2 separate regions of the Cyprinus carpio genome follow, and region 1 is linked to region 2. The links are chromatin contacts, called in public Hi-C maps. All regions are on one chromosome and are shown on one strand. The core of a region is the stretch at or near the end of the contact, and the rest is flanking DNA. Distances in the headings are between cores, read along the strand shown.

Evidence for each region. Hi-C and Micro-C count contacts between places; a contact is called where the count stands out from the background.
Region 1: a contact with region 2 is called in a Hi-C map of skeletal muscle, with 2.1 times the contacts expected there. The contact joins the promoter of timm9 here to the promoter of fbxo34 in region 2. A contact is called at or near these places in 2 of 8 Hi-C or Micro-C datasets (both in skeletal muscle).

What each region holds. Positions count from the first base shown.
Region 1 is chrB17:4,609,571-4,615,281 of ASM1834038v1, reverse strand. It overlaps timm9 (mitochondrial import inner membrane translocase subunit Tim9), which reads right to left and starts at 1,520. Exons shown (of 4, transcript XM_042743272.1): 1 at 1,500-1,520; 2 at 1,172-1,269; 3 at 1,003-1,098; 4 at 506-895. The coding sequence starts at 1,210. The coding sequence ends at 761. kiaa0586 (protein TALPID3) reads left to right here and starts at 1,929. Exons shown (of 33, transcript XM_042743270.1): 1 at 1,929-2,278; 2 at 2,474-2,670; 3 at 2,754-2,815; 4 at 2,933-2,999; 5 at 3,317-3,386; 6 at 3,466-3,640; 7 at 3,743-3,946; 8 at 4,993-5,173. The coding sequence starts at 2,259.
Region 2 is chrB17:4,429,479-4,435,220 of ASM1834038v1, reverse strand. It overlaps fbxo34 (F-box only protein 34), which reads left to right and starts at 1,700. Exons shown (of 3, transcript XM_042743254.1): 1 at 1,700-1,902. lgals3b (galectin-3b) reads left to right here. Exons shown (of 6, transcript XM_042743262.1): 6 at 220-940. The coding sequence ends at 378.

The DNA of each region.
Region 1 (5,711 bases), core at 271-2,770, 180 kb before region 2:
CAGCTGATTAAAACATCACAATAATCCACAAGTTATCCACATGACTCCAGTCCATCAATTAATATCTTGTGAAGTGAAAAGCTGTTTGTAAGAAGCAAATCCATCATTAAGATGTCTTTAACTTAAAACCATTGCTTTCTACAGTCACAAAGTAATCTTGTCTGAATCGATTGATGTGAGAAGACAACAGGGCATAGATTTATGGATTAAGGACTGATATGTGAAAATTTCAAAGTTAAAACAATTTGATGGATTTATTAAAAACGCAGCTTTTCACATCACAAGATTGGTGTCTTGTGGATTACTGTGATGTTTTTATCAGCTGTTTGGACTCTCATTCTGACGGCACCCATTCACTGCAGAGGATCCCACTGGTGAGCAATTGATGGAATGATGAATTTCTCCAAATCCGTTCCCGTGAGGAAACAAACTTATCTACATCTTTAATTTTTGGGTGAACTATTCCTTTTAATCTCATTAGCTAAATTATACATGAGACTGAATATTAGAGTTGACTAATATTTTATTTTGGAGCACATTAACATAAAAACAGTCAAGATCTTTCGTGTTTTAGGGAAGACCAGCATAATGGTCAAAACGAGAGTGTCTGTCCTTTGGGAAACTAAAATTTCCGACGATCCAGTTAGAGGACTTCTCACAGTATTCGCAGTGCCTGCGTCCTCTGCCATGCCGCTCTGCTCCATGCTGGAATAGAGAGACCCTGGCGAAACAGTCTGGAGTTCAGTCCAGCAGCAGATGATTATCGTGGCTGTCCTAATAAACCGGCTTTAGCAGCCAACGCTTCATTCTGCTGGATGTGATATTCCTGAAAGCGCATGGAGATCCTCTGCGTCATCTTCAGATACTTCTGTAAGCAGCTCTCAGAACATGAAGTCTGGAAACACAAGTTACAATTTAAATCAAGTTAACTGACTCATTTTGTTTTAAATGATCTGTTTATCCTCTTGCAGAAATAGAAGCATAAACAACATAATCGCACACCTCTTCTGGCTTGACCTCTCTTGTGGTGAAATCTTTCACACAATCCATGAAGCAGTTTTCTGTCAGTTTATTGTAGGTTCCCAGAAATTCTTTGAACTGTCAAATACAAAGATGGACAGTTAAATAGCTACTTAATCATTTCAAAACTATAAATGTCTTAGGTTCTTACCTGTTTGATCTGGTCTGATTCAGTGACCTGAGCTGCCATTGTTTTGATTGACACTGCGGAGGCTGCTAAATAAATACATGTTCTTTTCTAACAGAGGCCTTGAAATGATATCAGTGTAATGATGAGTGGCTACATTAGACATTAGCATTATATCACATGTACATTTATAACACTAAATATGCGAAACATGCCTTCCAAAAATAAATATATTAATAAGCGTTTTATAATAAATAAGATACAGACAATACATATAACAAGAAGCAAAGCGCGTTTAAAAAAAAAACCCAAAACAAACAAATAAAAAATAAAAAAACATTAAATATTTTACCTTTGCTGTCAGAGCCAGAATAAGAGCCCTTATGAAATAAAAAATAAAATCGCGTATTATACTATGATTTAAAAAAAAGTGAAAAAAACAAAAAAAATTATATTTGTATTTTTATGTAATATATTATTACATATTAATATTTTTTGAAATTTTATTGAAATGCTTTATTAGCATCTTATTTTAACATAAAAATATTAAATATAGTTAAACAGTTTTTTTTTTTTACATTCTCAGTCCTTTTATGATTACTTGTGCTACAGCATAAAAATGCAAAATCAAAATCTTCTGGAATTTCTCACTTATTATTTATTTATTATTTAAAAAAATAGGGATAAAGGATATTATTAATTAATTTATTTTTAAACACAAACATTTATTTCTTATGTTTACCAGATCAAATAAATTCTACTGAGGACCAAATCCGGGCAGCAGTGTCACGATTGAAACGCAGGGAACTTTTATTTTGAAAATCTCGCGATCATGTCGTTGTTTCCAGGATCACAGTTGTGAAGTTTTGTTGTCAGCAACAACCGACGCTGAGAAAATAACTGGATTTACATCAGAAATGAGCTGAAAGAAAACATCCTTTGAATATCACATTAAAATACTACGAAATGAAGTCGGGATTTACTGTGATAACAGAAATGAGAGGCTGAACCAACCTGCTGCTTTTAAAAATCACCTGCGGCGGGAAATTCAAAAGCAGTACTGACAACAACACATCTGTGGATATCTCAGGAAATAAAGGCAATAATCGTTATGTTGACGTCATGTTCACGGTAAGACTGTTAGAAACGCCTGAAAATGATCAAAGCCTTTGACAGCTAACCACTGGGCCTGTACATTGTTGTTATCAACTGTTTAAAGACTGACATCAGTGAAAACAGCTGTCTTATTACTGATATAATAGTGGAAATGGACCCTTGTTGTGTGTCTGTGGTCAATAACACGAACTTAAACGACTCTACATCCAGTTCTGATGCAGCAGATGTGTTAATTCGTTCGACCAGAGCTGCTTTGGCTGCCAGCAGAGAGGAAATACAGCATGAGAGTCGTAATCAAGTTAATATTTACATTAGGAGACTGTCAGACTCTGAAGATGTTCACTCTGTGAATGAGAGAGAAACCCCACCCGTCCACCGTGTGAATAATCCTTCAGCTTCAGACACAGGTAACACTAGTAGATTGAGTGTGGTTAGATTGTGACATACATTTAAGGATCAAAAGAATCAATTATTTTTTATCTGAATTCAGTTGAGCCCCATGAACAACATCCCTCTGGATCATCAAGTCAGTTTGCTGGCATTTTTGACAAAGTGAGTTGTGTTTTTTCCTTCCTACAGTTATATTTGGGTTGTTTATAAGCAATTTAAACTTGCTGAAGTTGATTACATCATTAAAAACTAAAAGTAAAGTTCCAACTACAATCATAGGCCTTCAGGAAAGAGAAAAGTAAAGTTCCAACTACAATCATGGAGATAGCAAACTCAAAGTCGAAAGGTATGATTTCTATTCTATTCTATTCTGTTCTATTGTTGTTCAGTTATACTGGTATTATATTCAAAGATAAGAAGATCAAAAACTAAAATCATGAAGACTAAAAACGTTAAGTCAGACATTGTTATTTTGTTTTGAGCTATATTGGTATTATATATAAAGTATAGCTTAAATGAAATCATGCAGACAGAAAACTTAGTCAAAAGATATGAATTTATATAATTGCATTATGATGTTTTGAATTGTATTCTATTGAATCATATTGGTATATTTTTGAATGTCACTAATGTGAAACTAATTGAAATTTCTGAACACCGCAGGTGAAGACGTGCAAATCTCTACATACTCTGCTGATGGGAGAGGAGCAGTTTCTGCAGCCCTCAAGAAAAGGTAATGCCTGATTTCATTCACTCACTTGTATGATCAAAAATGATTATTTTGTACACATGAATATTTCACTGTTTCTCAGATCCCAAAGTGTCCCTTTAAGACGTAATGTGACGGTACAAGTGTTGGACCAAGACAGATCCCAGACTCCAAGAGGCCAGTCAGAACCTGCTTTTCCATCAGGAGACCCTGGGACTTCTGCAAATGTGGCAGCCATAACAGCTGCTACTATTGCCGCCACAGCACCACTTATCAAGGTAGACATTATTAGTTTCATATAGCATTATAATATCGTAACATTCTTATAGCAATACAGTATTATAGCATTGACTTTAAACGGTCTTTGTTTGGCCCATCAGGCTCAGAGTGAGATGGAGGCTCAGATCGCACTGGTAACAGCTGAGCTGAGGAGGCTGCAGGCAGCAGAGTCCAGTGTCCAGCCGGAGAGAACTGAGAACAGTTCTGTTGGGAGAGCAGCCCACCTGGAGGAACAACTTAACCTTCTGATGCAGCAGAGACTGCAACACCTGGAGACCATCCAATGTCAGCAGATCCAGCTGCAGGTAAAAATGGCAAGACCTCTAAAAAAAAAAAAAAATTAATAATATTAATATAAAAAAAAAAAAAAAAAATTATTATTATTATTATTATTAGTAGTCATTTTATTTAATTTAGTTTTGTTTACTTTTACTTCTGCTTTTATTTTGTATTCTTTTTTGTTATTGTTTTTATTTGTTTTGTTTTGTTTTTGTTTATTTCATTTTGTATAATTTTGCTTTGGTTTTTGTTGAGTTTTATTTTTGTTTCATTTAATGTTTTGTTATTTTTCGTTGTTTATTTTTTTCTTTCATTTCATTTTCTTTTCTTTTTGTTTTATTTCTTTTTTATTTTTAGTCTACTTTATGTCAGTCGAGGATTATTACACCAAAACATTCATAATTAAGTTTTCCACCCTTGAACTAAATATATTTGCTACTGTAAATATTCTCCGATATGATAGGCTGATATAGTTCATTCTGTTCATCAGGGTTGCTTAGTACCAAATACTGAACAGATTATGTCTACTTGGCACATTGAGCATTTTTATTTCAAAAAGACTTCAATTGCAGAAATCTGTTTTAAAGAGTCACATGCTGTTGTATTGCGTCTTCGTTTCAGAGACTTGAACAGATTCTGATGAAATATTCATACTATAAAAAGACATTTGTAAAAGTTATTTTGCTAGTGTGAGATCCAGATGCATTTTGAAAGCCTCATGGCCTACAAGACTGAGATCATGTATGGAGGGTGTAAGAATGGTCAATGTGTACTTTGTGTCAGCTCATGTAATGTATATGCCTCTGGGACCTCTGGGCACCTAATTGTGGAAAGCAGAGAGAATAACATGTACAAAAAGTGACCAATACGCTTTTTGGACAGTGACTGATAACAAAACTTGGTAGCTCCGACAGAGACCAATTCAGATGGTTAGCTGGCATCTCTGGCTTGGTTGTTTTATTTTGCCTCTGAGCATTAATTCTGGAAGTCTGAGAAGGCTCTTCTCCACTGCAATTCATGAATTGATTGTGTTCATCAGCTTATCCATTTATCATATCTCCTCTATCTTTAGAATCGTCTTCTGGGATCGGCTCTGGATGTCGTAGCAGCTCGGGCGAACACAGACTCACAGTCCACCCTGCACACAGGCTCTGGAATCACCCAGATAGACTTTCTGCCAGCTCAGATCTCAGACAGTCACAGCGTCAGACTCTCTGCCACTGATAAAACCTCTGCTGGAAGCCCAGCATCTGGTGAGGCTGTTGCTGAGATTTAGTATACATAGATTTGTAGATTTGTCTTTTTACAATCTATAATCGCCATACGCTGATTGTGTCTCAATCACCATGCCATACAGAATTAAATAAATCATGTATTATACCTGATTAATACTATTATTCCTTCTAATGGTAATTATTTTTCCCCTTACTCGTCATCTATCAATACAGTGATAGATGATAAAAAATATTTGGACGGACACTTAAAGGGTTAGTTCTCCCAAAAATGAAAATTCTGTCATTACTCACCCTCATGTCGTTCCAAACCCGTAAGACCTTCGGAACACAAATTAAGATATTTCTGATGAATTGTGAGAGCTCTCGGACCCTGCCATAGACAGCGATGTAATTAACATGATCAAGGTCCAGAAAAGTAGCAAGGACATCGGTAAAATAATCCATGTGACATCAGGGGTTCAACCGTAATTGTACGAAGCTACGAGAATATGCTTTGTATGCAAAGAAAATAAAAACAACTACTTTATTTAACAATTCGTCTCCTCTGCGTCACCCT
Region 2 (5,742 bases), core at 451-2,950:
TCATTGTGTTTAAAGACATTAGAGAATGTCTAAGATATCAGATAACTGGATGTCAGTGTGTAAAAGCAGAAAAAGACGTCCTGAAATAACATCACTAAAAATACTGCAACAAAACTCTTTTTTAAGGTTATGCATTTGTCTCTTGCCATGTTTGTTCGAAACTATGCTCTGCTCCATGCTTGTTCAATTGCAACTGATTAAATTTGTTTTTAATTCCAGCTGAAGATCTTATGCACTGACACTGAATTCAAAGTGGCTGCGAACAAATCGCACCTTCTGGAATTCAAACATCGGATCCGTGATCTCAACCAGATCAGAGCTCTTAGTATCTTCAGTGATGTCACCCTCAGCTCTGTAAATGTGGAGACACTGCAGTGAAATCATACTGCAGATTCTGTCATAGACAAGTCTTTTAACAATGATATGTGATGATCTATTCAACCACATGGGCAAATAATTTTACCTCCAGTAATCATCTTTTTTTAAAACACTGTGTGTCAGTAAGAGTTTATATTTCCTACAGATGTCAATGCTGTAATTCTGTACCTCTAGGTGGGCCTGTTACTATCCAGGAAGGGTTAGATTGTGATAAGGGTCAGTGAGAAATATGAAGTACCACTGATTATACACTTGCAAAGTCTGCTACAATTATGAAGCTACACAGAATAATGGTGGTGGTCATAGTAGGGAATCTGATATTGGCCAATCAAGAATAGTGCGTAATTAATATGAAATTAGAACTGGAATAAAATAGGATTCTATGATTTGTAACCAGTGCCAAAAGATGATTCTTCTTGGTTTAATGATCCCATGATTGAAGAAACAAACATATGTAAACACTGAGTTGTGTGCATGTAATTACAATCCTCTGTGAGACCTGTGTATTACACTTTTACTGCCAGCTCCTAATATAAATAAAATAACAGCAGCGTAAACTGAAGTCAAGGCAGTGTTACATTTTTAATCATGGAAACAGTCTGTCAGAGACGCCCTGACAGAAATCTAATAGGACTGACCTCAATTATGCAGAGGTCTATTTGTGCCTAAAGCACCTGATGACTCTTCAAAGTGTTGAACCCTGAACCCTGAAACCTCCAGCATTGTATAACTAATGTGCACAAATTTCAAGAATGTTCCTTTGTGTCATGATTTTACATTTTAAATGCTATATTAACCCATTTATATTATATAACATATATGTAGTGTATTTTCTGGTTTAAACTTATGTTCTATCAGAAAATGTGTGCGATTCCTCAAATATGGTATCCTTATCTGTCCAATAGGGTGATTTTAATGATTTTTGTGATTCAATGATAGTTTGCTATAGATTTGTATTGTTTAATAACTTATAGAAACGGAAGCCCAAAACAATGCAATAAATAAACAAACAAATAAATAGCCGCTATATATATATATATATATATATATATATATATATATATATATATATATATATATATATATATATATATATATATATCTGTGACCCTGGACCAAAAAAAAACAGTTATAAGTAGCAGATATATTTTTAGCAGTAGCCAACAATACATTGTATGGGTCAAAATGATCGATTTTTCTTTTATGACGAAAATCATTAGGATATGATATATATATATAAACGGTGCTCTATGTTTTTCTCAACTGGGTGGATTCATGCATGCTCGCGCGCGTCTTTATGCGTGTGCTCGCAATAAATGAGGCAGTGCCCGCTGCGCGCTCATCTGATCTGATCACACACGCGCGCGCAGAAATGAAGCGTTGAGTCCTGAAGGACGCACGACTTAAAAATTATGACAAGATGAGATGAATTCACCCCAGTAAATATACAAGCCGATGAAGAGTTTCCCCTTTCAGCAAGCCAGTTCACCTCTCCGTTTCGACTTTTATTCTATTTTTGCTCAGGTCAGTTTTTAATCTTCTATTTCCTTATGTTTGGCTCATTACTCCTACGTGTCAGTCATAAATACCTTTATATGTGACGTTAACTGAGTTTCAATGGCTTTAACTTGCATCTAAAGTAATGAAAATGTAGCATTTATTCTGTGTTTTTTTCCTGTTGACTCGGTTTGGCATATGCTGAGCGGAACTAGCATTAAAACACCCCCAAAACAGGACCTAACCTTACATTTTATAGACTCTAAATTGCATATTTTGGTTGATTTATTGATTATGCATGCGTATTTAAGTGCATATAACCGTTTAAGGACACTTATTTTTCTCTTCTTTAAAGAGCAGATGTATGTAATGGCGTTTCTGTCAGTTAGCTTTAGTGCTAATGAGGTTAGACACCTCTATATTGCATTTATTATTTTGAGGGTGTTTTTTTATTTTATTTATCTAACTATATCTAACTATATTTGTATATTTTCAGTGACGTCTTTTTAAAAGTAAGTGCAAATTACTCATGTTTAACTTGTGGTCCCCAATTAATAACTTTATTGTTGACTTTTATTTTTTTTGGTGCAATGTCCTTTTCCTGTTTTCTGTTATTTTATATTTATTTTTTATTTTCATTTAAGTTTCAGGTTTGTTTTTATTCTTTTAAGAAAGTGTGCCTTACATTGTAAAGAGTTTAAAGCAACTTCAGATATACAGAGCTGTAATGGTTCAAGGTAAATAGTTTTTTTCATTCAGTCACATTTCAAAAGCCTTTCTGGCTCTTGAAGTCTTTCAGATAACATAAAAATGAGAATTTAGGCAAATAATGCTGACTTAGACCCATCATATGCACTATTATTAGAATATGACCACAAATACATGCTGAAATATGTTAGGATTCTGATATCTATAGAGACCATTCTACCTAATTGCTATAATTTAACCCAAACACAGACACATCATGGTGTCCATGTGCATTAGTTGACCTGAGAAAACATGGTGAGTTGTTGGGGGTGAGTGAGACACTAAAGCGGCAAAGAACGTATAATGTTTAACTTCTTGATTACACTTATGAACTTTGTCCCTGCCAAAGGTGTTGATGCCAGCACCTCAGTCTCAGCAGATGCAGAAATAATTGCACCAAGTTTGACAATAGATTAAGTATATTAATTTTCTTATTTATTTTGTTGATTGTCTAAATTAAAAGTTACAAGTATTTTATTTAGTTCTTTTGTTATAGGCATTTGTTGGTTGTCAAGACATGTGGTTATTAGACACTTATCTATACCAAAATCATTCATACAAAAATAATCCCTTTTTTTTTTTTTTTTTTTTTTTTTTTTTTTTTTTTTTTTTGTGTAGTCTGTGCAAGTTTTCCTTCCTGAAGTCAAGCTTGCAGTCAAATTTTGATCTGAAGCCTAGCTTGTTTTTAACAGGTCAGTTGTTACCAACAGTGGGCTGATCCGCAAACCTTGTTTTTCCGTAATGGGGGAGGTGGAATGAGCATTTTGAAGCTCTACAGTTTTGATAATTTTAGATCAGGAGTGCAAAGAGTGGCTTTTATCTTTGCTGGTCAGCTGTTATGTGGCACGTCAAAACCAGGCCATGCATCCCGTTAAAGATGTGATAAATGTCCTCTTACATATTTGTCAAATGGTGATGTGGTGGTGGGGTAGTTTCGTTTGTGGTCGCAGAAATTTTCTGCTGTCCTTTTGTTATCCTCTATGCCATGTTTACTCAAATTCATTTGCTTTTACTTTTTCAGGTTGTTTTATTTTAGGTGGGTCAGTGTAGTCAAGGTGGCACATTGTTTGCTGGAAGGTCTTTAAATCTAGATTTCAGTCATATCTTTGTGAACAGCTGTAGAGCTGCAGAACATGTGTAAAGCTGTTTTAAAGCAAACGTACATTTTTGCGATACACAACCCGGAAAGTTCAACACCAAGCTGACCAGTAAATGACTCTTAGATGAGTTAGTGTGATACAGAGGCATACCATAATTGTATAGTGATTACATACAAATTAAGTTTTTGGTGTTTGGACAAGTTATTTTAGTTACGCCACAGAAATCTAGCATATAGTCTTGGACCATTTCTAATGAGTAGTTGAAACAATTCCTCTTATCAGTCCAATCAAGAGGTTGGTTTATTTGGCAGGCATTTTAAGTTTATTTGGCAAGCGAAAGTATTGATTTAAGCAGCTGGTGTCATGTTGAAACGTGCAGAATTACAGCAGCTCTCTTTTGATGGCTGCCTTATGCAATGCAGTGAGAATACACCTAGTTAAGTGATCACTTCATAAAACACAATTGAGCCTGACCACCTGTTTGAACACAATGAGCTCTTGCGAGGGAAGTCTGACAACTGGACTGCTTACACAGCTTAAGAAAACCTGTTTGGCCACTCGGCCTGGAGTCATGTGGCAGACTAAAGGGAAGTGTGAAGCAGAAAGGTGTATCTACCTCACTCTGAAAACCACTGAAAGCTTTAATACAAATCTCTCACAGGGAAGAAATACCCAGCAGGTTGGGACAAGCTTTTGTCTTGAACATAGCCAGGTCTTCAGTATAATATGTGGTTGTGATCATGTTGCCCCCTTTGGAGCTGGGGTTTAGTGTGTTTTTCATCAAGCCTGAAATGCTTTGAAGTATTTGTGTGGCAAAAATTTGCGCTGTGTCTGACAAACTCGCCATTATTTGGGCAGCATGTGAAAAGCAGAGCCTTTGTTTTCCACAATTATTAATGCATTCTTAATGCATGCAGTTTTCAAGGTCTACCTCTGACCAAGTCCTTTTGTTTTTGTTTGACATAATGTTTTTGGTTTAATATGATTGTGGGCAGAAATGCACAATAGAGAGATATACTAAACTACATACTTTTAAAATTCACCCGGTGATCTGCCTGAATGATTATAATGGACTGAAAAATTGAGCTGTTCTTTCCATATTTTTAATGATTTATAATGACAAAATCCAGTTAAATAAGCTGACCTCATTTGGTTAGTTTTATGTAAATGGGAAAATGTTCAATTTATTTATTTATATTTGAATGGTGGACAGTCACCAGCATATGGTTTCTGTAAGATACCATTAACCATTAGGCATATTTTAGTGGATACTCATGTATTTAATGCTACTAGGCACTCTTTTTCTTTCTTAAAATTTACTTTAGTAGATTGTTTTCAAAGTTTTACCAAAAAAATTTTTTTTTTTATGGTAATGGAATTTTTATTGAAATAATAATGTATACACTGATATACGCTACCATTCCAAAGTCAATTAAAAAGAAAATAAACTTTTGTACTTTTAAGCAAGGACACATTAAATAATCAGAAGTGACATTAAAAACGTTATAATGTTACAAAAGATTAATTTAAAATTTTTTAAACTTTCTATTTAGCAGTGAATCCAAAAAATGAAAAAAACAACAACAAAAAACAGTGTCCAGTGTTGTCAACATCGATAACAATAATACATGTTTTTGAGCACCATATTAGAATGATTTTTGAAGGATCACGTGACACTGTTGGAATAATGCTGCATATATTAAATCGTAATGATGTTTCACAATATTGGAATTTTTTTTTCTTTTTTTTTTTTTTTTTACAAATAAATGCAGCCTTAAGACTTCTTTCAAAAACATAATGTTCCCAACCCCAACCTTTGATGGTAGTTTATATAAAAATACAAATAAAATTTCTTTTTTACTTTTCCGTCATACACAGTCTCACTTTAGAACATTTTATGTGCACGCTAAACTTGAAACATTCCACAGGGAAGGACTCATTGTAGACAGTCTGTTGAACCCTACTAAGAACATTAGCGTAGCTGGCACACCTTCTTAATGAGATCATACGGTTGTGTTCA